Linked DNA regions of Mus musculus: regions 2 and 3 are each linked to region 1. The links are chromatin contacts, called in public Hi-C maps. All regions are on one chromosome and are shown on one strand. The core of a region is the stretch at or near the end of the contact, and the rest is flanking DNA. Distances in the headings are between cores, read along the strand shown. Region 1 has its middle 170 kb from the start of Gm41331. Region 2 has its middle 9.1 kb from the start of Gm23835. Region 3 has its middle 62 kb from the start of 4933412E24Rik.

Region 1 (2,785 bases), core at 209-2,708:
GTGTAGTCAGGTATGGGGGAAGGGGCTGCCTCTGCTGGCCCGTGCTGAGGCATCCCTTCCCTATGAGGGACCAGCCACAGGATGATATAGTATAGGATGAAGCTTATTCGGGGCATGGGGAGGGTAGTTAAGAGGGTAGTAGAGGCAGAGAGAGAGAGAGAAGAGAAGAGTAGAGAAATAGAGGCCAGCCATGAGCATGTGGAGAGAGGGGGGGAAGGGAGGAGAGGACAGAGCAAGAGAACAAGAGAGAGAGAGAGAGAGGAGTGGGTAAGCAGCCCCTTTTATAATGAGTCAAGCATACCTGGATACTGCTAGGTAATTGTGGGCAGAGCTTAGACAAAATGCTAACATCCTGAGCTTAGGGTGAACCTAACTTGTCCACACTATCTCTTGGGATATCTCTTCCACTCTCTCCAAACTTTGACACTCCTCACCTGCCATGCTATGTGAAATCTCCCTAAGAGACATTCCGGTTTGACTGAAACCAGAGATACAGATGGAGTTGGAGCTCCCATTTTAAAATTGGACCCATGGCAAACCAGGATGTCTGGTCATTCTCCTGTCCTTCAGTTTGCAGTGAGTCAAATCCACATACTCTGCATCCAGGACTCGAGTGCCCCTTCGTAAGAGACTGATCTGATGCTGCTGGCATTCCAAGGCTAAATACCGGCCCCCGATACCTGGTTGTCCTTGATGAGGAGATAATCAGGGACAAGGGGATCCTCAAGTACACCAAGTGATGCTATGTCACCGTGCTCCCAAGTCAACTGGCCAATAAAAGGGTAAAGCCTGTGATTGGGCAATAGATAGAGGCAAGCAGGTTTTCAGTTACCTAACTGGATGTCGCAGGTAGAGATAGGAAGAAGAAAAGACATGGAGGTGAAGGAGGCCACCATGAGAGGAGATGGGCTATGAGCACGTGGTCGAGAAAAACAGCAGGTAATAAGGGACATTATAGCTGGGAAGTCGTTAGCATAGTTCTAAAGCTATGGCCCAATATAGGCTTATGGCTGGTCAATAAAACACCTGAATTGTGTATCTCTTTTGCAGGCTAACTAGAATGCTTAATTCCTTCCACACCCCTCGATTCCAGTTCATCCACTTCTGCAATGTTCAGTTGAAACCATTTCAAGTTTTCAAATGGCTTTTAATCTTCCTTTATCCCGATTGCCAGCCTCTGCTCCTTCTCTGCTTCTGATGAGGTGATACCAGACAAAGGTTTAATTAATTAGCCACCAAAGCAAGGCGAGGATAGTTACGGACAGCTTTAAAGCTAGCCTAAGGAAATCAGTCGTCAGCATTCAGAAGCCTGTACAGCGGTGTGAAGAATAGGACAACATTTCCTTGGATGCATTTCTGAAACGGCATTTTCCATCTCCCTTGCCCTCCCTTTTAACTTAGAAATAATGTCTGTGTCTCAGCACCGCTTCCAGCCTTGTATTGTTCCAGTGCCTGAAGCTATTTGTACTCCAGCTGCTCCATTGCACTAAACTTTGTTTGCATAGTTCAGTTTTCACGTGAGTCAGCCTCAGGCAAATTTGGTCTCTTCCCTGAATTCTCAGCCCTAACTTCTGAAACTTCTTAGGGTACCATGGAGCCAGCCCCAGCAACTGTGAACAAGGAAACGTGCACATAGAAAAACCCAGAGAATGAAAAAAAAAAAAAAACCAAAAAACCTCACTCCAGCTTTGTAACAGCATGAAGATATTCTGCTAACATTTTTGCAATGTGCTGAAGCAACACATTTGAAAACCTCTCTTCTCCCCATGACCTCTACAACCAGGAATCTTCTCACTGGACCTATACCTTGGAAACCAAGCTCATTCCGAACTTGTATGAAAAATGGAGCTTTATCATACATATGCAAAAGTGGCAGTAGCTTTGGCCAGCACACTGTTAGCAGATGTTTTCCAAGAGAATTGATGGCAACCCAGGACCTTCACAATCTGGCCACAATCTGTTTTTCCAGATGCACCCTCCTACACCCCCATACATGTTAGGCACAGGCTTATGAAATGACTCTCCAAAACCCGCTGTGCCTTTTCATGCCTCCTCTCTTCGTTCACATGCTATTTTTATAGCCTAGAGGACCTAGTACATCACTCTGTTCTTCCTTGTCTGCTAATCAACCACTGAGCCATTTGTTGGCTTGCTTGGGTGGAGGTGGATTCTGATTTCAATGCCCTCCTACAGCCTTTCTGGAATCAATCAAGCAATTATTCATACCTTGATCCCTCAGCATGTTTGGCATGACTGTGTGCATCAGGCCCTTAGGCTACAGAGATTATAGCATTCTGGGTGCATCTGAGAGGCCTTAGAAGCAATAGTGTGGCAATAAACTAAAGTGTTAACACAGGAAACCAAAAGTTCCACATGAAATGCAAGCATTGCTATGTTGAGACTGACAGCTACTCAGGATCTCATGTATAGCAGAAATACATGACAAAATGTCTGTAGTTTGTGTAGGTGCTAGGTATAATGGGAACACAGATACCTGGCAGAGTACACTGGAAATGTACTACTGGGCTACCCAAGGAGAGGTGGAATTCAGCTTTGTTTGGAGTTTTTTGCTTTTTGTTTTCCTTTTAACCCTATGGTTAATTTTATTAGTTGGCACGTTTCTGGCTTTCCACCTCTTTTGCCCATTTTCTCCCAGTAGCTATAGACGTCTCCCATTCCATATCAGTTGGCATGTGCAATCCCTGCCAGATAGACATTGGTCTAGACTAGAGGAGGATGGAAGCACTTCTAAGAATCCTTCCTTGGGATGGCCATCATGAGTACA
Region 2 (2,785 bases), core at 209-2,708, 380 kb before region 1:
CTGCCTCTGCCTCTGCCTCTGCCTCTGCCTCTGCCTCTGCCTCTGCCTCTGCCTCTGCCTCTGCCTCTGCCTCTGCCTCCTGAGTGCTGGGATTAAAGGCATATACCACTAGTACCCTTTTGTTCGTTTCTTAAATTTCATTTTTTAAATTTTTTTGAAGTTATTTTATAATTACATAATATCCTCCCTTTCTTCCCTCCAAATACCACCTGTTGCTCTCTTTCGAATTCATGGCCTCTTTTCCTTTAATTGTTGTCATACACACATATAAACATACACACCATATACATATACTCATACACATATACATATCCTAGATGCATAAATAGAACCAGTGTAATGTCCCTTGTTTGTATATGTTTCTAGGATTGAATATTTGGAGCTTTCTTGGTTCCAGAAGGCACTGTGCAAGCTTCCAAAGCAGCAAGCTCACAAATACTCATGTGGCCAGCTGTGATGCTGTGAATGGCAACAATGACCAGCATGGCATAATAACCCTAATGGTATACTGGTGGCATACATACCTTGGTGTCAGACAATAGACATCTAATTGTACTTAAAGTCTGCCTAATACATTATGCCTGGAATGGAAATTATGCCAGCTACCCAAAGCTAGTGAAGTCATCGATCTTGAAGGCGAACCTGCAGCTACCATTTTGCTATATCATCATAGTCCCTAATTACATTCTAAATATTTGTCCTTATATCTACAGATGAGTGTAGTCCTCTCCAATAAAGAAATCTTCCTTTTGGAACAGACAGAGACCATTTATGAAAACTACAACTCATCAAACTGCAGAGGTGTGGAGTCTAGTTCTCCCTGCTCCATTTATCTTCAAGTGCTCCAGTACCTGAAGGCCAGGAATCACTGGGAGTGATGACAGAGGTTCTAAGAGATGGAGGATTAAGGAGTTCTCTGTGAGACTGTGTCTTCTAGAAATGTCAGAAGTTACACCTGTAAAGTCTCACCAGCCTGAACCAAACAAGGATGGAACCAATGGACTTGCTAACATGGACACAAAAACACAACATGCATTAGCTTTCTTGAGCCAGAAAAGCCCCTTCAACGTCTTCCTGTTCCAAGAAGCCTTTTAGAATAGGAAGGCCTTGATAAGATATTGAGACAGTCAAGATAATATTCATTTCCTCCTTCCAAGGTCCTCTTTACCTGCTATCAATTCAAGAATCTGAAGACGCTCTCTGGATGAAATCAAAGGCCAGGTGATTCTAAGACCTGCTTCCCTGACAGCGTTTTCCTCCCTACCTTTCCTTATATTTTTCTTCCAGAACAAAAGAAAGTCAAGTGTTGGCATGGATTAAATATGAAACTGAGCAAGTGCCAGTCACATCTATTACAACCCAATAACACAATTTGGGGTTATCATGGCAGTGCTGAACCTGCAGCTCTCAGTGTAGAGTACAATCTGGCAGAGCACGGGTGCCATCATGGAAACAGAAGCCTGTGGGGGTGGACATCTCCGCCCCCAAGAACATCCTGAATTTATTTGAACTCTTTAAAAATGCCTATCTGCAGTTCCAGGTGAGCTTAGAAGGAGCATTTTTGTGATCCACTTAGGAAGGGTTTACAGGCTGTGGTCAGTTGGAGCTTGTCTTAAAGCCTGCTTGTTATAGCACACCCACCTTTTTCACTTAGCCTATAGCTTTATGTAAGGAGGCTAAGGGAAACTGTCCACTTGCTTCCATCAATAGCTTTTGCACCATCGCTGAACCCACTACCATATTGCCCGCAGGTCTTGGATGTTCACACCGTCGTACCATCCTGTACCGCTGTTTCTCAGCCAGATGGGAGATACATATGACCAATAAACTCAGTTTTACTTGGTCAGTGAGAAAAGTGAATTCTGGGGACTATTAGTCACAGAAGGACATGGGGACACATAAAAGAGTGAAAAAACAGGATTCCTGTGTTGACTGTTTTGGTCATATAGGGAAGAGTCTACATTCTAACCAAGAATTTAATGTATCGTGTCTAGTTCCCCTTTACGGAGAGCACATTTCAAAAATTCAAAGTTCCATCTGTTATGTGTCAACATTGTATACCGTACACTGTGTGTTTTATCAAAGGCAGCTTTGCCATGGTGTGGGCAGAGTTATATTTTTGGAATGTGTTTGTAACCCAGAGCAGCAGAAAAAGAACTCAGCCCTCTAGGCCCAATCCCAGTGCTGCCTGTATTTGTGTTCCTCTAGCAACTGATGTTTCTGATTGATTTGTTTGACTAGAGGATGGGGTGAGGGTTGACAGGTAAGGGCAGCTGAATAAACACGGTGAAGGACCTTTTGCACATCAGATCAATTTCCTGAGATGAATGCAAAGTTCTGACGCTCACTGCAGCAGCTGGACTAACCCTGACACCTCCAGAGTTGTTCATTTGAGGGCTGGTGTGCTAGGGCAGCAGCCCAGGCCTGGATCCTCCTGTCTATCCATATTCACCTGTTTCCAGAGTCGCCCTCTGCTGGCCATTTGTCAAGTTCTTGTAGCCTTGTTCCTAATTGTTTGGCTTCCAGACCAGGCTAGAAAACACAAAGGGAGACACAAATTGTCTACCGTGTGCTGTTCTTCTCAGTGTCTTGTCCTAAACAATGTGTCCAAGATCAGTGCCCCAAGGGCTGAGGACCAAACATGTTGCCAGGAGATGACACAAAGGAAAGGATTCTCACCTGATTCCCACCTTTCCTCAATTGCTTTCTGGATTGGGCAGGGCTGGTCCTGAGATTGCTGCTATGAGGATCAAATTGCTGCTTCTAAAGTGCCCCAGACTTTCCT
Region 3 (2,785 bases), core at 128-2,627, 360 kb after region 1:
ATGTGAGATGCCAAATGTGGAAATGTCATATCCTGCCCTGAGTTCCTAGGATATTCAATGTGCACATAAAGGCCTGGCTTCTACCTCTGGACTCTCTTGAAAATCAGTCCTTCCCTTTATCAAACAGAAGGCCTTAAGTCCAGTCCTAAGAATGATTAGAAAGATGCCTCAGCAAATGTAAAAGAACACAATGGCATTGTCACTCTGTCCTTGTTGAAAACTGTAATAAGTCTTATTTCAAATATGATGCCTGCTTGGATCCCAATCAGTGAGCTGGTAGCCAGCACTGATCTTTTTACTACCAATGGGAACTCACCCAGCTTTCCATTGGCTGGAAACTAGATGAAAGCAGCAGTCAGAGCCTTTAGAATCTGACTTGAAATGATGATCAAAAGTCATTCTAGGAGGCATCTTCCCATTTAGACATTTCCCATATAATTATTAAAAAAAAAAACACTAGAATTGGGCTGGAGAAGTCACAGGTATCAGGTCGATTAGAACAATCTTCCCAGGCATTTTCAGGACATGCCTAACATCATGCTTCCTTACCCTGCTCTGAACAAACTGGAAGGCAACTCGAGCAGCAAGTGGATAGATGTATTGTCTTTTCTCTGACCCTAACGTATGTCTTACCTCATTATCAAGGCCCTGGGTCTAAGTTCTCTTTCCTGCATGGAGCTATAGAAACCTGTAGCTGTAGGAAAAGGGGGGAAAAAACATACCAAAATCCTGCCTGTAGTTAACTGAAACCCTATCTTCCCTAACAGTATTAATCCTCCTTTTAGAGTCAAATATAATTTTAGTTAATCTTCCCTGATGGCATCATCTTACTTTTAGAGTTTTAGCCTTTTTTAAATGTCTCTGTGTTTGTGCATCATATACACATATGCACACGTGTGCGCATGGGAGTAGCAGATGCTGAAGTTGGAGTGTCTTTTTTAATTGTTTGTTCAGAGTGTTTTCTTTGAGGCAGGGTCTCTCACGAAGCCTGTGGCTCACTATTCTGAGTAGACTGACTGGTCAGGAGCTCTTAGGACCCTGGCTCTGCCACCACAACATTGGAGTTAGAGGCATGTGCCATCACGACTGATTTTTCATAGGTTCTTGGAATTAAAACGCAGGTTCCTAGGCTGGCACAGCAAGCACTTTACCCACTGCGGCATTTCCTCAGCCCCCTTAATTATTTTCTACCTGAGTCATATCTCATTGAAGTTATTTTCCATTCTTGGCAAACGTGTCAGATGGAAAATGTGTATCCCTGTGGTCTAGAAGAGTAAGAAATAAGTTACCTACAAGGCCAATGCCAACCCTTTAACACAAAGCAGAATGGTGGGAAATACAGCAGGATCTATTGCTGTGCAGTTTTCTCCAGAGAACCCAAGTGGCTTCCAGGAGACTTCTGAAAAATGCAGCAACATCTCAAGCAGAGACCATAGACACACATCAAGCTTGGTTTTCACTGTCATTTCAGTCATTCAGATTTCAGTGGCAAGTGCTGAATAATAATAACCTGAGAAGATTTAGAACAAGAGAGTATTTTGATCTACTTATTTTAAGAACAGATCCCTTCCCAGTCCATCGCAACACCCCACAGATGTAAAGCAAGGATGGGTTCATTACTGGTCTTCACTCGACAGTGCTACAAATGTATGTGGCTAATTATACAACCACCTGCAGTTGTACAGATGGAAACATTCAACTCCAGCTGGAGCACACACCAAGCTTGGAAGATACTTGGCAGCAGCAGTCCCAGGCTTTGGCAGCCAAGCACTGGAATGGAGTGTCCTGTTTTGCCTTTCAAAATCCAAACTCCAACTCGGGGGAGCAGGGGTTACCCCATCCTTTACAGTGTTTCTCCAGGGAGCTGTTGTCTTGATGGCTGATGCCTTTCTGTTCTGTATCTCCACTCAGCCTACAAGTCATGAGTTCCTGGGATATGGCCAGAGAAAGCATATTTATCTTACTGGTTTATTTTTATGGCATCCTGAAAAAAATAAGATAATTATTAGTGTGGTCCAGAACAACAGCTTGATACCCAATGCACATAAATGTGTGGTGCCAGTTTTTGCAAAGAGAAAGCCCTTTCTTGCACAGTCACCCAGCAAAGGGATCAGCAGAGGAAATTTAGATCTACCTCATCTTCGGTTGGGAGCAGAGGAGTGAATAGGAAAAGAGAGCCAGATGTTCGTTGACTGGAAGATAAGAGAGAAGGCTTTGGGATCCTTTGGCAGAGACATAAGACAGGCATGTTTCTTCACAGCTTGTGTGTTTCTTTAGCAGGGAGTGAGTGGAGGATTTTCCACTTGTGTCACTGAAGAGTCGTTGACCAGTCTATCTGATTGCTTCTGCAAACTTCTAATCGTAATACTTCTAGATCCAGCTTCAACTTATCATTGAGAACAGTGGTTCTCAAACTCCCTCACCCTGTGACTCTTTGATACATAAAATACAGTCCCTCCATAAAATTATTTTCATTGCTACTGTGTAATTGTAATTTGCTTCTGCTGTGACTTGTAAGATAAGTACCTGGTATACAGGATATCTAATATATGATCCCTGTGTAAGGGTCATTTGACAAACCTGAGGGTCGTGACCCCAGGCTAGCTTTAGACTGTTCAAGAGACTTCTTCTAAGAAGTTAAGCATTTTTATCTAAGAAAGCATACCATATATTATTTGTATCGATAATAATAATACCTAATAGGCTTACATCTTTTGAGAGAGGAAGGAAATAGACTCACAGATACAGTTGGCCAGGAAGGACCTGAAGTCCAGATGTTGAATCT

Evidence for each region. A called contact is a pair of places that touch in the nucleus more often than the background predicts.
Region 2: a Hi-C map of ventral hippocampal neurons shows a contact between it and region 1, with 1.7 times the contacts expected there. The contact joins two enhancer-like sites. A contact is called at or near these places in 2 of 39 promoter capture datasets (hippocampal neurons and neural stem cells) and 1 of 484 Hi-C or Micro-C datasets (ventral hippocampal neurons).
Region 3: a Hi-C map of uterus shows a contact between it and region 1, with 3 times the contacts expected there. The contact joins two enhancer-like sites. A contact is called at or near these places in 1 of 15 datasets of contacts at CTCF or cohesin (CD8 T cells) and 3 of 484 Hi-C or Micro-C datasets (cerebral cortex and uterus).

Annotation. Positions count from the first base shown.
Region 1 is chr15:60,309,309-60,312,093 of GRCm38.p6, reverse strand. No RefSeq gene overlaps it. Among named protein-coding and RNA genes, the nearest start is that of Gm41331, 170 kb to the right of the region's middle. Within about 2 kb of position 1,458, at least 21 of the 459 cell types and tissues checked have an H3K27ac peak or open chromatin away from gene starts, as enhancers often do. A contact at or near this core is called in uterus and ventral hippocampal neurons, where this site is marked.
Region 2 is chr15:60,693,609-60,696,393 of GRCm38.p6, reverse strand. No RefSeq gene overlaps it. Among named protein-coding and RNA genes, the nearest start is that of Gm23835, 9.1 kb to the left of the region's middle. Within about 2 kb of position 1,458, at least 25 of the 459 cell types and tissues checked have an H3K27ac peak or open chromatin away from gene starts, as enhancers often do. A contact at or near this core is called in ventral hippocampal neurons, where this site is marked.
Region 3 is chr15:59,953,518-59,956,302 of GRCm38.p6, reverse strand. No RefSeq gene overlaps it. Among named protein-coding and RNA genes, the nearest start is that of 4933412E24Rik, 62 kb to the left of the region's middle. Within about 2 kb of position 1,377, at least 23 of the 459 cell types and tissues checked have an H3K27ac peak or open chromatin away from gene starts, as enhancers often do. A contact at or near this core is called in uterus, where this site is marked.